2 separate regions of the Mus musculus genome follow, and region 1 is linked to region 2. The links are chromatin contacts, called in public promoter capture Hi-C maps. All regions are on one chromosome and are shown on one strand. The core of a region is the stretch at or near the end of the contact, and the rest is flanking DNA. Distances in the headings are between cores, read along the strand shown. Region 1 holds the start of 4930523C07Rik (RIKEN cDNA 4930523C07 gene). Region 2 holds the start of Tnr (tenascin R).

Region 1 (5,587 bases), core at 629-3,128, 520 kb after region 2:
GAAAACCTGCTGGCCAGATGCTCACTCATTACGTTAAAACATCAATAGACCCTGTAGCCTTGGCAACTCAATAACAGCCTACCAAGCATCTTGTCATCTAGTAAGTCCCTGATTTGACTGCCACAACGTCGCTGCTACTTGATAGGTTCTAGACTTTTTCTGGATCTGTCTTCCTGTGGACTAAGACAACATTGGGATGCCGCCCTACAGATAAGCATCTGGTTTTTGAAGTGCTGAGCTCATGGTGACTGCCTTAGGTTCTTCATTTCTCTGTGTTGTTGTTGTTTCTGGAAAGCATTGTGACCATCAGCCTAGCCTGTCCATAAAGTTGTTCAGGAAAGTATTTTCCACTGTCTTCCCCCCTGCTCAGCAGGTGTTAACCCAGAAGTTGTCCATAGAAGCCACTCTCTCTCCTGATGATGATATGGTGATGAGGGATAGGCTGGACTAGATAGAACTACTCAGACTCAGATCTCAACTCCACTATACATTAGCAATGACCTTGCAGAAGAAAGTTACTCCCCATCCTCAGGGGAAGGGGGCAAATTACATCTCACACAGGTCCGGTGTAGGTCCTGGGGGAGACTCGGTCTCCAATCACCGCACCGGGTTTGCACTTAAGGTTTCCTGTCATTCCCCAAGCCTGTCTTCCTCCAGCTCCCTGGTCCATTAGACCCTAGACCCCTGCTTCAGATTTGACACACAATGGAAGCCTTCCATCCACCACTAAATTGTTGGTGGAATCCATCTATAGCTGTCTCTTGCTAAAACTGTCTTCTTTCAGAGCCTGATCGTCCCCCTGCCCTACCCACTTAACCGTACTACTCCCACCCCCAACCCCACCCCCACAACAGATCACTTGGACCACTCTTCTTATTATCATTCAAATCTAGATCTATGTAGGGCATAGTGAAACACGTCCTTAAACCCAGCAAATTTCTGTGAGGCCAACCTGTTTCTACATTGTGAGTTCCAGGCCTGCCGGGGCTATATAGTGAGACTCGGTTTCAAAGGAACAACAACAGATCTAGATCGAGTTCTCTCTGTGGGATTTCTGGGGGAAAACCTCTACTTAATCTGCCTTTGGAAGAAGACTACAGGACCAACTATCCTTGGCATTTCTGGATGAATGCTGGGTTTTCTCTTTGGCCTTTCAACCCAGAGCCAGCTGGCTTCTCTTGAGTAAACCGGAACTCTCTTGTTTCCCGGTTGTGACAGTTAGCTTCACCAATCATTTTAATTCAGGCACCCAAAGGCCGAAGGACCCTATGGCTCAGGCCCAGCCACTGGAAAGCAAGCACCAGCTGCGCACCCTCCTGACACCTACAATCCAATGAGTAGAACCTCCGGTCTTTATCATGGCAAGATCTCTCAAGGTCATTCCGGGGAAGCCCCTAGATACTCCACAGCCGCTTCTGCCTATCACACCTTCCCAACTTCCCTGCAGAAGCCTTGGAGGCACTGAGCAAGCTCTCTACCACCCCACCTTTACATTTGGGGGCGGAGTTAGACAAACAAGAGATCTGAATATAAGCTCACAAGGAGTAAATAAAATGAAAAGGGAGAACTTTTGAAGTTAGTTGTCCCTGCCTCCTGCGCTCCTAACATCTCCAGGTAACTCCCATGGAGCGCACACACAAAGATACCTTGTCACGAGGCACCGGGGATTGCTCTCCCTTTAGACACCCCAGCCCTTTTCCTGGAAGGTGACTTTATTCCACAGCACGGGGCTGTTATTTTTTCCTTAGGCCAGGGTTGGGAGTTTACACCCCACGTCTCTGGGAACACTGGCGCGTCTGTGAGCAAAGTTGGCTCTGGCGTCCTGAAGGAGGCGTGCTCGGGGCGGAGGGGCAAAAGAACGTCACAGTGGGGCGGAGTGGGGACACTGGCCGGGAGACCCGGAGGAAGGACACCCGCGCTGCGTGTGCTGTGGCGTGTGCCTCCTAGTTTAAGGTAGGAGTTGGGCTGAGGAGAGACAGAGCCAGCCAGTCAGATTCAGGAAGTTGCGTTCCTGACCTCAGTAGCAGAGCTGGGTGCGGTGAAACCTCAGCCAGGGACGCAGGGGGCGCTTTCCTCCACATCACACTGGTGGCACCCACTGACCGGCAGCGCCGCCTCTCTCCCGGGACCTGGCAGTGGGAGGGAGAGGCAGGAGCAGGGACCCAGACCTCACCCTTGTGCCCAAGTCACTTCAGAGCACCGGAACAGAGCCAGCGGTCCCGCCGGCGGGAAGCCTTCCAACGGACCCAAAGGTGAGTTTCAAAACTTTCTGTATCGCTTTGTGCTGTTGTTTTCAAAATAAGTTTGGGAGCTGCCCCGCTGTGGAAGGGGACTTTCCCATAGAAGAGTGAATCCGCCCCTGAGAGAAGTGAGATAAAGGGGTTATTTCTAAGAAGCCGTTTGCACAGTTGCTTTCATTCTTTCCTCCTAGAGGTCTCTCACCTTCTCTCTGCTCCTGGCCTGACACATGGGCTCCTCTGGAGTTTGGGGTGGAGTTCTCAGCTCCAGTTGACACCAGCTGCAGGTAGGAGCCATTTGAAAAGGACCAGATGGACATTGTCTAAACGGGCAAAGTCAGTATTTGAGATGCTCCTAAAATCATACCCTCTGGGATTTAAAAACAAAACAAAACCAAACAAACAAACAAACTCATTCTAAAAGAAACTATAATTTCAATGGGGCTAAAAGACTTACCAGACTGAAAATGTGGCCTGGAGCCAAGGGGTGGAGTGAGATCTGTATGCCATTCTGAGTCTCTAGAGAGTTTGTGTGACACATTTTTTTTCCTGAACTTTCCCAACTCTCTAAATGGTCCTTGATCTTCTTCCCACCCAGAAAGGTGGATTGGAAAACACAGCAGGTCCTGTTTTGAAGGGCTATGTAGGAATGATTTGTGTAACAGTAGTTAAGTAAATGATAGCCGGATAGCTGTTGTTTTCAACACCAGTCCTGCCTATCTGAAAGGGAACCCAAAGCAAAGACTAGTGCTTGCCCTAATGAACACCAGCCAGCCAGCCATGAGAATCCGCAGGCCTGCTCTGCCCAGTCTGCTCAATGAGGAAGGCTAGGAATGCAGCACCCAAGCCACTCCAAGCTCCTGCCTGCCAAAGCCTTTATGCTACATCCACCATTGGAAAGAGAGAGAGAACCTGGAGCTAATTTTAGGGAATCTTCATTCTGAAGTATTGTTGGGGACCAAGAACAAGTCTTAAATGGACACGGGTGCATCTTGTTCTTAACCCTTTTACAAAGTTTATCAACGCCACCTAAAGAGCCCTGCAACTGAAAGGTACTGCTGCGTTAAACGCAGCTGTGTCTGGTTTGTTTGTGTTTTGTAATTTTTTTTAATTAAATTTTCACATTCTATAGTTATGGGTAGGATAGTTTTGCAAGGGTCTCTCCTAGCTTTGAGCTAAAATTCAGATCTATCAACCACTTAGTCTGATATGTCTTCCCTTGGCCTGGTACCTCCCTTCTTCTGAAATTCTGCCTCCCCTTCTATACCCATGACACCGTTCTAGGAAAGAGGCCCATTACAAAACAACATTTCGGGCACTGTCAACATTTTGCCTACAGAATCAAAAGAGGTGAAAGCCACAGGATCAAACCCAAGAAGATAATAAACAGTCAGCAGGCTTCTGCACCAGTTTTAACGTGGAAGGGGCACACTCATTAGCTAAGCATCACTGTACCTACTGTGTGTTGGGCAATGTGCCAGGGCTATGGAATCTAAGGCGATGATGTAGTTTGTACTTTCAAAGAGCCACCAGACTGGCAAATAGACACTAGGAAACAAACCACAGTTCAGAGCAATGTACATTATATAATAGTAAAAAGTGAAACCATACAAAGGATGGAGCAATGGTCGTCTGGGAAGACAGCACTTCAGAAGTGGTGCACAATCAAGATCTTGAATATGACTAGCATTTCCCAGGGAAGAGGTACTGTGGGCAAAGAAAAGGCTTTCCCGAAGTCAACACAGGAGCAGCATGGAATGGGGATTTGTCCTCTCCTGCCAAGAGCGGAATGTCTTTCAAGGCATACTAAGCCATTATTAGGTAGTGGAATGGTCCTCTCAGATTTGTGTTTGGAGAAAGAATTACTGGCCAGATGAGGGAAGAAGAGAAGTAGGGGAGCTACATGGGGACATGGACACTGAGGGATGTGGGCTAGGGAGATAGCTTAGGCTTTCCTGGGATACCCGGTAAAGGAATTCCTAAGACTGTGACTTAATCCTGGATTAATGGAGCACAAGCATGACTTATCTGTTTAACTAGGTGAGTGAATCTCTAGGAATCACCTCCTCACTTAAAAAGGAGGATGAGGAATGTTTAGTTCAGTTGTAAGGTCTGCTAACACCTCTCCAGAATGTTAGTTACCAGACCTGTGTGAGGAACTTGTCTTCATTGGAATGAAGAGAACGGCCTGCTGAGGCTGCTTGCAAAACCTGGCAGAGTCACTTTCAGATCTGGATGCCAGCCCCAGGTCCAGAGCTTATGTACTTGGCATAGGGGCAACAACAACACAGGAAACAAAAATCAACTAGACATGTGTGTGTGCTCGGTACCTGACTTGATCACTTATCAACTGCCCTTGAACAAATCTTTGACTCACTCAGCTTCGCTTCCTTCATATTTAAAACGGATAATTATTACACACCAGGGTGGTGGTTAGAATCAGAATCCAATTGAAAAAGTAAGTAAATTTAATGTGCTACATAAAATTTAAGGCTTTATAAAATGTGAGGGTTTATTATTATTACCTCTTGAAGCTACCTAAACCACATGGTGTGTGTGCTCAGGACATAACAGCATCATGAGTAGACGGTGCTTTTTTAATAAACTATTTTAAGGCAGTAATGACAAAAGTCTCTTTGTCTTATCAGTGCTATGTGTAGTCTAGCCTCACCTCATCTGTCTTCTTTCCTACTGCTCAGCTTAAAGGGCTAGAGCCTAAAGAAGCAATGTGGTGGTATTATGTGTGCATGCAGGTTGATCACTACACAAGAACTTCTGAGGCTCGTGGGGCTAAAAGTAGCCAGAATCCTTCTGATAGGCCACTGACGTACCAGACTTGCAGCTGAGTCAAGGCACGGGTGACTATTCTCATCTTCACTGAGGCGGTATCAGTTTAATAGGTGGTAGTTCTAAATCTGGACACCAGTTACTGCTAGGGTATAGTCGCGGTGTTTCTCTCATCCTGACCAGTGAGGCTTGTATCCTGAAGAGATTCAAGTGTGTCTCATATTCCAACTCAGTGGAGTTTGAATATTGTGTGAAGAGGGTCTGCTGATGAAGAGGAAGTGACAGAGTCAGAGATTTCAAATGGAAAAAGAAAAAAAAAAAAAAACCTCTAGAGATGAACCAACCCTGCCCTTTCACTTCGAAGATGAGCAAACTGGTGTTTAGGGAGGGGAAGTAAGTGCCACAGCTATACAGCTGGTCAGTGGAGGGACCAGAACTCAGGCACCTCTTGAATACTCAGTACCATCTGAGGTCAATGTCACCTGGACTTCTGATTACAAGGACAAGCGCGGCACTCAAAAATTACATGATCACAGTTCAAGGGTGAATCTTCTTGGGGTGGC
Region 2 (5,895 bases), core at 1,925-4,424:
GAGCCAAGTTTCTTGTCCCCTTTGTCTCATGTTTACAACAAGGTGTTTTCTTCTAGCTCACAACACTGCGGGGACAGTGGTTGGCCTTGGTTACCCTTGAATCCTAGAGCTTTCATTGCCTACTCTATATTTACCATGCTCCAAAGTGGAACCCTCATCCTTCCCCATTCTTATAACAAAGTCATAGCTATATCTTCTGAGTTCTGTGTCTACCCTTAAGTTCAAAAAACGTGGACCCTAGAACCTTCTGGAATGTTGGGTGGGGCATAGCTTTTCTTTAGGAAGGCAAATCATTATGATGAACTATCCTATGGCTCCAGAGACTAGAGGGACTAGAGGTAGCTGGGTACCAAGGGTGAAACTCTATTTGTTCTGGATGCATAGGTGGAAAATGACAATATAGAGGAGGGTTTGGCAGCTGGAATACTGGCCATTGAGTCCCAGCTTCCAGAGGGGACAGTGTACCAGAGGAGCCTCATCTTTAAGGAGGATTAGACAATAAGGAACTAGTGATTGAGCTCAGCCCAATATTAAGTTTAATTTACTTAGGCTACACTTATGAGACAGCAATGTTCACTTCCATAGCTATTTCCTGAGTATCCACCACTTTAGCTGCAAGGGTGAAAGAAACATAAAAGTTGACCCAGATTAAGAGTTGAGATCCTGTCTTCAGTCTTCTTAGCTCTCTTTCCTGTTGAGGTCTCCACTCAGTAGCCATTATGAATAAGCAAATGGGTTTGAACCTATATACTCGACACCAGAGCACAATATGAGCTCTAGACATACTCTAGCCAGCATCTAGACATCTCAAAGTTAGGGCTTTCTTCAAACTTGACATATCCCAGACTAGCTCATCAGTCTCATTTCATTCACATTCTTCCCAAACCTGTCCACCTTCCAAACTTTGGTATTTTTATATTACAGTGATCTACCCTCTCTTTCTTAAATGTTCCATTCTTCTTTCAGACAAATCTGATCTCATAGTTTGTAGACAGCAACAGAGGATAAGTTTCAGAACCCAAATTCATTAAGGTCCAGATTAATGACAACTTCCTGGTTGAAAACCTCATCAGCCTTCCCAGATAGAACTCCCTCCTCCAGCTCACAGAAGTTAACGTGAAATTCTCTTATCCTCTCTGTATCCTGCCCCACTCAAATCCAAGTTTCCAATATCTTAGCTGCTCCGAAGTAGTCCCACTTTTTAATGCATTTGACAATTCTACATGTAGTAAAAACAGTTATTTTACCTTTGATTGATCCTGTTCTGAACTGACTAGTGTTTCTTTGTGGCTTTCTCTCCTGATGTTCATTGATCACTGGTTCTGTGTTTTTGCAGGTGCCACATGCTTGTTAATGTGTGTGCTAGAATCCTTACAGAGCTGTATGTGCACTTCAGAAAAGAGAAAGTGCATCTTACATACAATGATTTTAGAGTCAAACACACATGCTTTTGATTTGAGCACAAGAGATCATTAGAAAGCTAGTTAATTTGTGTGACCCAGCCTCCTCATTTGTAAATAGTAGGTAATATTTACCCTGGAAGGTTCACAACCCTCTCTCTTCATCCCCTTGAGTTTGCCATGCCTTCAGCTTCAGTTTCTCATTGGCCCTTTGCTAAAATAACCCTCATGCTTCCAGTCTCATCCTAGATACTGTGCTCTGTGGAAGCCTGCAGCCCTCTGGTCAAGTTAGTTTTCTTGCCCGTGTTCTCATTTATTACATTGCCTCTGCCCGTGTCTTGGCATCAGCCTCTGAACTGTCTGGTCTCTGCCCTTTCTTTCCACTTTGAGAAACTGCAAATTCCATAAAAATGGGAACTGTGATTTGCAAAACATCAAATCCCATCTTTGCTCTTCCTCATTCCTTTTAATCCAAAGATTTCTTAAAGCAAGTTATATTAGGTAAGGAATTCATGACTGAAGTTCTGAAGAAAATGCCCACATCTTACTTGATTCTCATTAGCTGGCATTGCAGGAGTTCAGCTCACCAAATTGCTGGCTCCATCCTAGTACTGTATTAGGCTCCAGGCAGTGATCTGCTTTAGGTGTAGAAATTAAATAATGTGTCCTGTGAATTGTTACTAATACCCAGTACTTTCCAATTTCATGAGATTCACAACTGGTTTTTGTATCTGTGAAACTGCCCAAATCACTAAGAGAATGTATTTTCTTAGCAGATTTTCAAAAGTAATAGCAATCCCCACAGTTCATTTGGCACATATAGTTCTAAATATTTTATTAAAAACTCAGCCACATGCAAATTCATTGGAACAACCTAGGCACTTTATTTAGAATACCAACAATGATCACTTGTAGGTATTATCTCATGTTTACTTTAAATGTTGTGACTTCTAAAGTGACATAGCACTAGCTTTGTTATCTTGGACAAGAAATTTTATCCCTTTCTGCCTCAGTCCTTCAGTCTAAAAGATGCAATTGGAGCATTTGCACTGTAGGATTAATGTATGCGTTAAATGAGATGTTACCTGTAAGGATTAGTAGCAATGCTTAGCACTTGGTACAAATGCTGTATAAAGTTAGCTATTATTATATGTCAAGGGTGAATCAGATGTAAGCAAAGCTTTTGGATGAGACTGGAGTTAAATTTCCTGTCAGCTGTATGTTACTCTGTTCCTTCAGCATTCCTATTCAGTAGGGAGGGGGCAGCACTATCCACATTTTACAAACAGTGGAATTGAGCCACAGAGAAGCAAAATGTATAGTGCACGAGTGGCAGCCGAAAACTAAGACTGACTTTGTAGACATAAGTTCCAAAGCACTTTCCAGGTGGCTGAGTTACTGGGCAGTTAATGAGTGTAAGCTTGCCTTTCCAAGTCTGAGCAGAGACCTCCTTTGCCCCTTTTCTGCCAAACATTTATCCTAAAGGCATACCCCTCCCCAATACCATATCAGGTTTTCCTACTGCAACTACAGGAAAAGGATCAGCAAAAGGCCCTTTGTCTTCCTACAGGCTCACCAGAGGGAAGTCTTTGACTCCATCAGGACTGGGACTGTTTGACTCTTTAGAAAAGCAGTCTCCAAGAGTTTGTGGGTGCAGGGAGCCTGAACTCAGACTGTTCAAGAGGACCAAAGACGCGTTGCTTTTCTGTCCACTAGGGGGCTACTTGTAGAAGGCTGGGAAAAAAACAGCTTAAAAATATGCTGCTGAAATTTCAGTAAGAGGGGAAAAGAGAGAGCTTGTGAGAGACAGCAGAGCGGTCCCAGGCTTCCTCATCTCGTTCACGTCAGAGGCAGGAACCGACTGTGCTAAGGCTGTTGGCTCAACACGCAGAGACAGAGCTGGGGCAGCCTCAGAGACAGGGAAAGAAGAGGTCCTCCCTGACCCAAGAAATTACCACGAGTGGAGTAAAGCCATCTGACTTTTTGGTCTTATTTTGGTTGCTTCTTCTCTCCTTCTACTGGTAGACCTACCAGCTGCTGTTTCGTTTCTTTCGTGAAGCCTTCTCTCTGCCTCTCAGAAAAAAAGAGGAAGGCAAGAGAGGGAGAGAGGTGGGCGCTCTAGGTGAGCGCATCAGCTGGCTCCAGCCCGAACGTACAAGAATTCTCTGCTTTGGAAGCTGCTCTAGCTCTCTGCTCTCCGGCTACCCACCCCCCAACCTGGGTAAGTCCGGAGTACTGCGCTCCTCTGTTTCCTTGCTAGCGAGATTTCAGCACCACGGAGAGCGATTAGATGCATGTTTGTTCTTCAAGCCATTTGGCTGTAAGGTTACATCTCTTTCGGCTGCCGATAAAGCGGGGTTCTGCGTAGGGAGAAAAGAAAGGAGAAAGGCGCAAAACTGTGTGTCTACCGAATTAGAGGGGGATATGGACCTTGGCCTTGGGAGTGAGCCTGAGCAAATGTATGTGTGTGCACTGTTGCATAAGACAGGTGAGGTCGGAGCTAGCAGGCTTGTAATTGTGCTAGTCTCCCGTGTGAGGCTGTCCTTTTTATATGTAGCTGGGAGGGAGGGTTTGGGGAAAAGAGTCCTGGGTTTTCCTAAATTAACTCTTTCATACCCAGCCATAGGTGGTGGGAAAGTGTTACAGGAAAAGCCTGGGGGACAGGAGTGGAGGTAGAGTTAAAAGTTGTGCTTCCAGGAGGGAGCTTGGAGAAGCAATATTTTAAAATGTCATTCCCCCCACCCCCACCCCCCAGGATTACCTGGATTCTTGATGTAGTGACAGCCTAACCTGACCTTTTGCTTCCTTTCCTGGTGTCAGTTCCTGGTGGGCAGATGCAACAGGTTAGCCCCAGGCTGGGGGTAAATTTGGGGCTGAGGTCTCTAATTTCACACTTCAAGGAAAATACTCAGCCTGGCAGGGGCTGACTGACTCGAATTATACTATATTTGTAAGCAGGCAGGGAAGACCATCCACTTCTCTCTTACCCTTGGTTGGAGAGAGGAAAAAAGTCCACTCTCCCCTGTTTCCTGGGGGCATTTGTCAGTGACAAGCAGCCCAGAGGAAAGGGTTTGTCTTCACTTGTCTATGGAGTCAGGGGAAAACCTAGACTGGCCCAAGCCTGAAAGTGTCTTCTCCAGCTCCCACCCAGGGCCTCCAGGGCCTCACAGATGGTAGACTGGCATTACTACATTCTACTGCTTTTTCATGGTCTCTCTCTCCCTTTCTCTGTGTCTCTCTCTGCCTCTCTGTCTTCCTGTCTATTCTCCTCCCTCTCCTCCCTCCCCCATCTTCCTCTCTCTCAATACTTTCAATAAGTTACTTCTACCTATCTTGCTTTTTTCCTTAGAGACTCTATCTGCCTGCCCTCATGTCCCTGAGTTCTATTCAATCCTACTACATGAAGCTCCTCAACAAGTGGCCTTGGGGGCTTCCTTCAGTTACCAAAGTTTCCTGGGAGCCAGTATCCCAAGAGGGATGTGCAGCTCCTTGCAAGATAAAGCCTAAACTTGGTTGGCCTCTAACCCTTTGAGGTTCTGCTCACTCTTTTCCTCATGGGGTGGGGGAGGGACAGGTAGGTGGAGTTAGACACAGACCTTCTTCCCAGTGATGTCTTGTGTTACGGTTTTTAATTCAAAATCCTGGGCTTTTCTCCAACATGAGTAAAGTGTTCCCTACTTTGGATTGTGGGAAACTTCTAGGTGGGAGATATAGTTATGAAAGAAACAGTACCACCTTCCTTAGCTCCATCTCCACCCTGAGATTATAAGCAGCAGAACTAGAAACTTCAGTGTGTCTCTAGAATGAATGGCAGAGAGTAGTTTTTAGAGATGGGAAGACAGAGATGTCAGAGGTTGTAATGGTAGAAAAAGATTGAAGCATGCAACTTTAGAGAATCAGAAGCCCACACAGACTCATTCATACTCCATCCTTTCCCTTCACATTCCCCCAGTGTGTACCAGTAAGTGGATGATTTCTCTACCAACTAACTGGTCCCTGAATGCTTAAAAAGCCGTGCCCTTGCAAAGGAGCCTCTCTTAAAGACATCATTTGTTATAGATGTCACAATTATCTTATTAATGCTCCTAGATTCTCTCTGAAAAAAAAAGTGGCCAGTAACATTATTGGGTCCATTTTTAAACAAGCATTGGGTCAGAGAGTGGCAAAAGCAGAAACAGAACTTCTGATATACTCATCTCCTCACCTGTAAGTGCAGAAGTGCTCATATGTGGGAGAGTGAGAACCTGCTGTTCACATATACCAGCAAAGCTTGTTAGTGAATTCACTGTGAAACAGTGGGCTCTCCCTGGGGAAGAATCAGAACCAACCAGACAACTTGCCATGTCGCTGATGCCCAGAAACCAAGTGAAGAGCTCTCTGTGCTGATGGTGACAAGAGTCCCTGGGATGCCAGCCTCCAGGATGAACTGAAGTCACATGCCCAGTGTTCACATTCCCTTTACCTCAGAATGCCAGGCAGAGGCCCTTTTCCTAGA

Evidence for each region. Promoter capture Hi-C pulls out the DNA fragments that hold promoters and counts their contacts.
Region 1: a contact with region 2 is called in a promoter capture Hi-C map of embryonic stem cells, with 4 times the contacts expected there. The contact joins the promoter of 4930523C07Rik here to the promoter of Tnr in region 2. A contact is called at or near these places in 4 of 39 promoter capture datasets (embryonic stem cells, frontonasal cranial neural crest and neural stem cells), 2 of 115 datasets of contacts at active chromatin or transcription factors (embryonic stem cells and forebrain) and 2 of 9 other capture datasets (embryonic stem cells and pancreatic islet).

Annotation. Positions count from the first base shown.
Region 1 is chr1:160,042,502-160,048,088 of GRCm38.p6, forward strand. 4930523C07Rik (RIKEN cDNA 4930523C07 gene) reads left to right here and starts at 1,879. Exons shown (of 3, transcript NM_001162896.1): 1 at 1,879-2,252. Gm37294 (predicted gene, 37294) reads right to left here and starts at 1,816. Exons shown (of 2, transcript NR_168324.1): 1 at 1,647-1,816.
Region 2 is chr1:159,520,595-159,526,489 of GRCm38.p6, forward strand. Tnr (tenascin R) reads left to right here and starts at 3,175. Exons shown (of 23, transcript NM_022312.3): 1 at 3,175-3,621.